Regions from separate parts of the Mus musculus genome. Here region 2 is linked to region 1. The links are chromatin contacts, called in public Hi-C maps. All regions are on one chromosome and are shown on one strand. Each heading gives the region's core, a stretch centred on a gene start, on an enhancer-like site or on the middle of the called end of the contact. The rest is flanking DNA. Distances are from core to core; before and after follow the strand shown.

Region 1 (4,040 bases), core at 542-3,041:
TGGGGGAGGGGGAGAAGGGGCAGCTCTTTATTATAACTCCCACTTGCTGCCTGTTGCATGTGGTGCCAACAGTCTACATGCCCAGTGGGGCTGGGACCTGGGTGGAAAGGAAGGGAGAGCACAAACAGGGCAGGGGATTTGCTGGGGGGCCTAAGTGGAAGAGATCCAGCCATGGTCAGGACAGAATTTCAGCTCCCAGCGTTCCCATTCGGCTGACAAGTCAAAATAAACTCAAAACTTAGCCAGCATCTGGCAGGTCTCTAAAACACAGGTCTACATCCCTCCACACTCCCATTCTGAGCAGCTGGAAAGCCAGACCTTTGCGGGGGGGGGGGGAACCTTTGCGGGGGGGCGGGGTTTTACTGGGGAGGGGATGCTTCTGAAATTCCAAGGAATGAAGGTCAGGTTTGAGTCACACTGGGTTGGGGAAATGGATGGAGGTGGGAGGAGGGCGGGAGAGGGAGATGCAGCAAGGGAACCCGGCAAGCATCCTCTCCCTTCGCTAAGCCCACGACCACCTTAAAACTGCCCCAGTCCAGTGGCTTTCCTGACCATCGTCCGTGCCTCATTCCTTGGACAGCGACTTTTTGTCTTCCGCAGAGGAGGTTAGAGCCACAAGGAGGATCCAGAGCCCAGTACAGGCAGGGAAGGTCAAGGGGAGAGAGAGCTATCAGGTATCTATCTCCCTCTGTGAAGCAGAGACGGGGGAGAGAGGTCCAAAAGAACAAAACAAAACAAAAAGAGAAAGGGACTGCGGAGAGGCCAAAGATTTAGAGGGTCCAGAAGGATGCAGTTGCAGTGAAATTTGGAGCCAGCTAGGGACAGTGAAGACAGGACGGGCGGGCAGGCAAGCGGGCGCACTCACCTGGTCACCGTGCGCCGAGCGCGGGGGCTGTGCGCTCTCTCCAGGCCCAGGCGCGCCCCGATGCCGACCAGCACGAGTAGAGCGGCGACACCGCACACCGCGTAGACCGCAGTGTGGCTGCGCTCCCGGGCCGGGTCGCGCGGGGCGGCGGTGTCACGGGCGCGGGCGGGCGGCCGGCCAGTCTGCACCCAGGCCGGTGTGTCGTAGTTGGAGCAGCGGCTCTGGTCCAGGCGGCGCGGGCCGTCGTGGCAACAGAAGCGGTAGCCGCACGTGCCGCAGCAGAAGCTGTAGACGCCCGAGCTGCAGTTGAAGGGCGGGTCCCACTGGCCCATCACGTCGTAATAGCCGCGGCAGCGGTCGCCTCCCGCCGGTGCCACGGTACCGGACCCTGCGATCTCCTGCTCCTCGGGAGCCCCCGCGCGGCCCGACGGCGACCCTGCCAGCAGCAGCGCCAGTCGGAGTGCGAGCGGGAGCCCATGCGAGCGCCGGCCACAGCGCTGTCCCCGCGCCCCAGCGCGCTCCATGCAGCCCGCTCCTTCTGCTATTGCGCCCGGCGCATGGCTCGGCGCGTGGCCGCTCTGCCAGGCTCCCCCAGCCCTCCGGGACCGGTCGCTCGGTCGCCCAGCTGCCCGCGCAGTCTCCCCGCCGACGCCTCCTGGTGCGTCTGCGGTTCCAGACACAAGTGAGCTCGGTGTAGAGTACGCGGGGCTGGATCTCCGGTGGGCGCGTTTTCCTCCGGGGCTCACCTCGGACTGCGCACGGTGGAGGCGGGCGGCGAGTGCTCGCCTGCACAGTCCCCAGCTCCCTCTGACCCGGGAGGGCGTGCGGGGCCTGGGTCTTTTGGAGACTGCGCCGGGCGGCGGGTCGCCGGACACCTCTGTCTTCCCGCCGCCCGCTCCGCGGTGCCCGCGCTCTGGCTCCGGCTCCGGCTCCGGCGCGGGCTCGGCGCGGGCTCGGGCGGGCGGGAGGGAGCGAGGGGAGGAGGGCGGGAGGGAGGCAGAACCGGGGGAGGAGCGCGGCCGCTGCGCCGGGAGGGAGGGGTTCTGTAAGGTCAGTGCAGCAAGCGCGCCCGACCAGGGACCCTCTCCAAGACCTCCCTCAAACTGTTGTCGGAATTGGGCCCTCGAGGGGGCTCAGCTTAAGATCTGGGGATTCGGATCTTGGCAACCTTGGATGAGCGATTCCCTGCTTTTTTAAGTAAGGGGACAGAGGCATAGAGATCAAAGCAGCCTGGAATTCACTGGGAAGGGACTCACAAACACACACACACACACACACACACACACACACACACACACACACACACGCCCCAATGTTCCATTCCTGTGTCTGGTCCTGACATGAATGAGGAAGGCACAATAAGGACCCCCAACACAAAAATGGCAGAATCAAGCTTTGATCAACCCCTCTCTGGTCTGCCCCAGAGCATGTGCCCTGATTCTAAAACCTGGACATTTGGCTGGGGTCCTAGGATGTCCCAGTTCTGGAAACAGTCTGGCCAGAGCCCTCAAGTGGTCGGCTCCCCTCCGCGGCCTCTGCTATAGAAGGCTGAGCAGGTCCTGGGGACCAGGCCAGTTGTACTCCCCTGTCTGTCCTCAACTCTCACTCCCTGGGACTCCCAGGTCCTTTCACAAGCTTAGGGAAAGAATGAGGAGGCATGGCTCAATGCCCCATTCCACCACTCCCCCGCTGAGCTGCTAAGGAGAATATGACCCTGATGCCAGTCATTGCCTCTCCCTGCCTCAGTTGCTATGGTTAAGGTCAAAAGGTCTTCTTGGAGCCAGGCAGTGGTGGCACTCACCTTTAATCCCAGCACTTGGGAGGCAGAGGCAGATGGATTTCTGAGTTCGAGGCCAGCCTGGTCTACAAAGTGAGTTCCAGGACAGCCAAGGCTATACAGAGAAACCCTGTCTCGAGAAAAAAAAAAAAAACAAAAAAACAAAAAAAAAAAAAAAACCAACAACAACAAAAAGGTCTTCTTGGTGCCAGCAATGGCATAGCAGTACTGAAGGCTTGCGGAGAGGTTGAAGAAGGAGGACCACTTGGGCTCACAACTTTGACCAGCCAGGGCAATGTGCTGAGACCCTGTCTCAAAAAGCAAACAGAACAAAATAGTGTCCTTTCACACACTAAGGACAAAGCAGGGGGATTCCTTGAGGCAAAATTAATCTAAATCAGAGGTCCTCAACCTTCCTGATGCTGCAACCCTGTGACATAGTTCCTCATGGTGACCCCCACCATAAAATTGTTTAATTGCTCCTTTATAACTGTAATCTTGCTACTGTCATGAATCGTAGTGTAAATATCTGATATGTAGGATATTCGACACCCAACCCCTAGGTTGAGAACCACAGGTCTACACGGTGAGTTCCAGGCTAGCCCAGTCTTTATTGGAAAATTCTGTTTCAAGAAAAGAAAGAACACCTTTAATCCCAGCACTTGGGAGGCAGAGGCAGGCAGATTTCTGAGTTCGAGGCCAGCCTGGTCTACAGTGTGAGTTCCAGGACAGCCAGGGCTACACAGAGAAACCCTGTCTTGGAAAAAAAAACAAAAAACAAAAAAAGAAGAAAAAGAAAAAGAAAAAAAGAAAAAGAAAGGAATGAAGGGAAGGGAAGGGAAGGGAAGGGAAGGGAAGGGAAGGGAAGGGAAGGGAAGGGAAGGGAAGGGAAGGGAAGGGAAGGGAAGGAAGAAGAAGAAGGGAAGGAAAGCTGGCAATTTGGTTCTGGTCGTGCATACCTGTAGACTTGAGGATTAGGAGTTCAAGACCAGCTCGAACCACATGAGATGTTCTCTCAAAAAACAAAACAAAGACAACCCACCCCCCAAAAACCAGTGAAATAAATCAAGACCTTTCTCTGAAGGACAGATTCATAATCCATTCCTTCCAGGAGGTAGAGATTACCTCTCACTATCCAGATGGGGACACCAGGAGGGCAAGGGCTAGGGTTCCAGTCGAGCCCTCTGTCCCCAGCTCAGCTCAGGTGCCTGTCAATACCTGCTGAATGGAACCGTGAAATGATACTTCTAACTCCTGTTTGATGGGGAATTTAGCTGTTCTAGGGCCCTTTCTTCTCCTTCCCACCTCTCCTCCTCTGGAGCCTGGAATCAGCTTAGGAACGGGGAGGGTATGAGAGAGGGAGAGAAAGGATCTGCATCTTAAGGAGGATCAAGTCCT
Region 2 (4,040 bases), core at 603-3,102, 960 kb after region 1:
ATCTAAGCCACCAACCAGGCCCAGAGATACCAGAAGCTATTGGAAAGGCCTTATATGTACTCCACAAAGGGAACGGGTCTGTCAAGGGCTTTCTGGAACTCACAAACAGGCAGAGAGGCAGTCCAGAGCGGCGGGCCAAGCCTGCAATGTTCTCCTGGTAGACAGCAGACTCCAGTGCCATCCTCTGGGTTGGGGCCCCCAATATATGCAGGAGGCCTCCCACAGGGCCTGCATAGCCCAGATAAGACATCTGGTACACCCAATACCCAGCAGCCACACAGGCCTCCAGGCCTAATGTATACCGTGGGCACTGAGGTGTCAGCCCCTTAAGTCAAAGACAATACCAAGCAACCCTTGGACAGATGAGGCCATGGTGGGGCCTTCTGATAATTAAACAGAGCTCTACTGCCTGGAAGGAACTACTGTTGACTTAACATGAATTGATGGAAAAGCCAGGTGCTGGGGTACCACCAACATGGTCCAAAAGGTAAGGAGAACCTGGGAATCAGGGGGAAGATAAGGGATCATGGGCAGTCTCTGGGAAAACTGGTCAGAATGTCATTATGGGGTGTTGTCACTCTGGGGTTTGTTTTGTTTTTTTTTGCCTTGGGCCAGAATGCTCCTTAGATGGTCCATACTGGACTGGTCACTCTCGCAAGAGCAAATGCCATGGCAAGAAGGCTGTCTTCACTAGGAGCCCTGAATCTTGCAGAGAGGAGAGAGGGCACCCTCCAAGACAGGCGCTGGCCTATTCTTGTCATACCCAAAGAGCTGGACACCTCAAGGGTATGTTTGTGTAACTGAGACTGGTCACAGTTCACATGGATGCTCTTAAGAAATCAGGGAGGAGCTGGACGGTGGTGGCCCACACCTTTAATCTGGCACTGGAGAGGCAGAGGCAAGTGGATCTCTGTGAGTTTGAGGGCAGCCTGGTCTACAGTGCATTCCAGGGCTACATTGAGAAACCCTGTCTCAAAAAAGAAAAAAAAAAAGAAAAAAAAGGAAATGAGGAGAGTGAGCTCTAGGATTGTGGAAGGGGCCTTGGTCGATCCAGTAACAGTGAGAGAGCAGATTTATAGACGTTAGACGGTCCCAGCATCCTCAGTGCCCTGGGCTGATGGCCAAGTCTAAGTGACACTTCTTTAGTGACAGTGCAGCTCTGTGAGTAACAAGAATGGCCAGGGCTTTTCTAGGTGACAGCTGGAAAGATCCTGGCCAACTACTGCCTTGTTTATGGCAAGAAGATGCACCCAACCCCTGTAGGGACACCCTACACATTTCTCCCATACACACACGCACCCCAAAGTACTCTTCCTGCCAGCTCACTCGTGTCCACTATTCAGGCCTGCATGTCTTCACACCCACACTCTCATTTCTCACACACGCCGCTGTCGGTTCCTCCACGCACACACCAGTGCACCTACGGTTCACACTTCACGTTCCCATTTACAAAAACCCTCGCACCTTTCACATCCCCCACGGGCGCAGGCACTTCAACTTTCTCACACTCACAAGTCACGCCCACTCAGGCGGGCGCGCACGTCACTCATTCCCTATTCTCATTCGCGCACACCCAACAGGGTCCTCAATGTCCACCCCGCGCTCGGGGCTCCCCCTTGGCCTGAGGCCGGGCCAGAGTGGCGCGGCCACTAGCCAGGGCGTGAGTCACGGTCTGCAAGGGGCCGGGTGGGGCGCGGGGCTCGTGAACCGGTGCTGGGCGCCCCGGATCGTACGGTATCCCCACGGTGCAAGCCTGGGGACCCCAGACCCATGCCGCCTACCGTGCTCAGCTGGGCCCCCATGGTGGCGAAGAAGAGACGGTGGCCTCACGCACGGTTCTACACCCGCTACTCAGCCGGCCGCTCCCCCAACAACCCGCCTCGGTCTCAACACCTCGGAGGCGGGGACGCCCTGCGGAGCCAGTCAGGAGCGCGGAGGTGGGCGGATAGGGGGCGGAGACTCCCAGTGTCCCCGCCCACTTCCGCTTGTGAAGACGGGAGTGCGCGCTGAGTGGCTGACGGCGCTGCACGGAAGAGGCTCGGCGAGAGACTGGCTACTGTGGCGCCTCTGTGTGGCTTCGGGAGGTAGCTTGTGGCTTCTGGGCCTGTTTTGTCCTGGTGAAGAGAACAAGATGTCGCCCCCGTGATGGGCTCTCAAATCCTGAGCCTTCGGTCCTGGGAGCCTGCCGGAGCTGATTGTGCTGGCCAGGGCTCTACCCGCTCACGGGGCGTGTTGCCAACACCGCTGGCTACAGAGTTCAGGCTACAGCCCTGCCCTGCCCCATTTTCAAGCCTGCGAACCAGTCGTTCCTTCCTGAACAAATCTCCAAACGTACTGAGGCCAGTTCCGGATTAAAGTTCAGGTGTCACCTCTTTAGCTAGGCCAGCTCTGGCCCTGTGCTCCCTCCAAGGGACGCCACTAGTGCAGAACGGTCTTTGTAGCGCTTCAGTTATCCTGCCTGTTTATTCACGATGCTCTGCGCCCACGTACCCATTCCACTAGATGGTGGGGCTTCCCCAAGCCAGGAGTCTGCAGTCAGTTCTCTGTGTACCCGGACCTCAGAACAGAGCCTATCACATACTCTATAAACACTCGTATGTCCCTGGCATTCCGGAGTTTTCTTCAACCTGGTCCTGGCCAGATAGGGAATGGAAGACTGCTCTGAGAGCGGCAGAGTGAGGAAGAGACTTGCTGCCTAAAAATTGAGAACTATTAACCAAACTCTTCAATACCGGAACACTTGATGACCCAAGCGTTCAATACCGGAAGAGGCAGGTGGATCTGTGAGTGTTCCAGGCTACACGGTGAGACTGCTAGTTACTTTTCTGTTGCTGTGGTAAAACACCATGACCGAAGGCAACTTTAGGGAAGATGGAGTTTATTGTGTCTCACAGTTCCAGGAGGATAAGAGCCCATTATAGCTGGAAGGCATGGCCGGCCACAAGCAGCAGGAAAACCTGGCTCGGGGAGAAGGATGCTGAGAGATAACACTGTACCTTAAGTGGGAACCTGAGAGAGAGCTGGAAGTGGGGCCAGGCTATAGGCTCTCAAAGCCACCCCAGGCACATTTCTTCATCCAGCAAGACCACACACCTCCGTACCTCCCCACAAACCATCACAAATTGGGGACTAAACGTTCAAATACACGTGCCTATGAGGGCCATTTCTTATTCAAACCACCACAGAGACCCTGTCTCAAATAAATAAATAAGGAGCAATGGTCAGCACATCTGTGATTCCAGAATTTGGATAGTGGAGGCAAGGGTTCAAGGTTATCTGACCCTGGCTACAGATTGACTTGAGGTCAGCCTATGCTACATGAGTCTCCGTCTCAAAGAAACAAACAAGTGAAAAAAAAAAAAAATCAGGAGCTAGGCTGTGGAAGGGCACCTACTACCCTGGGATATGAGGCTGGATCTAATATCAGTTAAGTATTATTCTGCTTTTAATCTCAGCACTTGGGAGGCTGAGACAGGAGGATCACAGACACAAGCCAGTCTGTTCTACAGAGTAAGACCTTTGTTTCAAAAGGGGTGAGGGTGGATATGGGGGCTCCTCTTGTGTCTAGAAGTAAGGAACCTATGCAATGTGTACCAGAGGTCTGAACTGTGGTCTTCACGCTTGCGCAGAGAGCACAGCTCCTGTTACCATCAGAGCCATCTTCCCAGCCTTCCCTGTTGCCTTCCTTAGGGTCCTTACTGACTGGCCATCTCCTTTCTCTCTGGCTGAACCTCCTCACAGTTGCTTCTCTTCCTAAAGATAGCATCGGTCAGGGGTCAAAGGCCTCACTGAGGCACCTCCCTGCTACTTCAGATCCTGTCTGCACTCATACTTCAAGCGACCGGCAAGATGTCAAACGTAAAGCCAGAGAGGAGACTTCACTCTTGAGATTTTGACGGACACTTCCACAGAAAGAAGACTGGCTGTCACAGCAGGCGTCACACTAGCATGGCCCCCTGACTGGTCATATATGACCTCCAGGCCATGCTGACTCACGACCTGGAAAAGCAGAACTGATATCAAAGTGGAAAACAGTTGAA

The links. Hi-C and Micro-C count contacts between places; a contact is called where the count stands out from the background.
Region 2: a contact with region 1 is called in a Hi-C map of B cells, with 7 read pairs. The contact joins the promoter of Cyb5r3 here to the promoter of Shisa8 in region 1. A contact is called at or near these places in 1 of 39 promoter capture datasets (pre-B cells), 1 of 484 Hi-C or Micro-C datasets (B cells) and 1 of 115 datasets of contacts at active chromatin or transcription factors (astrocytes).

What each region holds. Positions count from the first base shown.
Region 1 is chr15:82,211,024-82,215,063 of GRCm38.p6, forward strand. It overlaps Shisa8 (shisa family member 8), which reads right to left and starts at 1,792. Exons shown (of 4, transcript NM_001207021.1): 1 at 866-1,792. The coding sequence starts at 1,389.
Region 2 is chr15:83,170,331-83,174,370 of GRCm38.p6, forward strand. It overlaps Cyb5r3 (cytochrome b5 reductase 3), which reads right to left and starts at 1,853. Exons shown (of 9, transcript NM_029787.3): 1 at 1,782-1,853. The coding sequence starts at 1,802.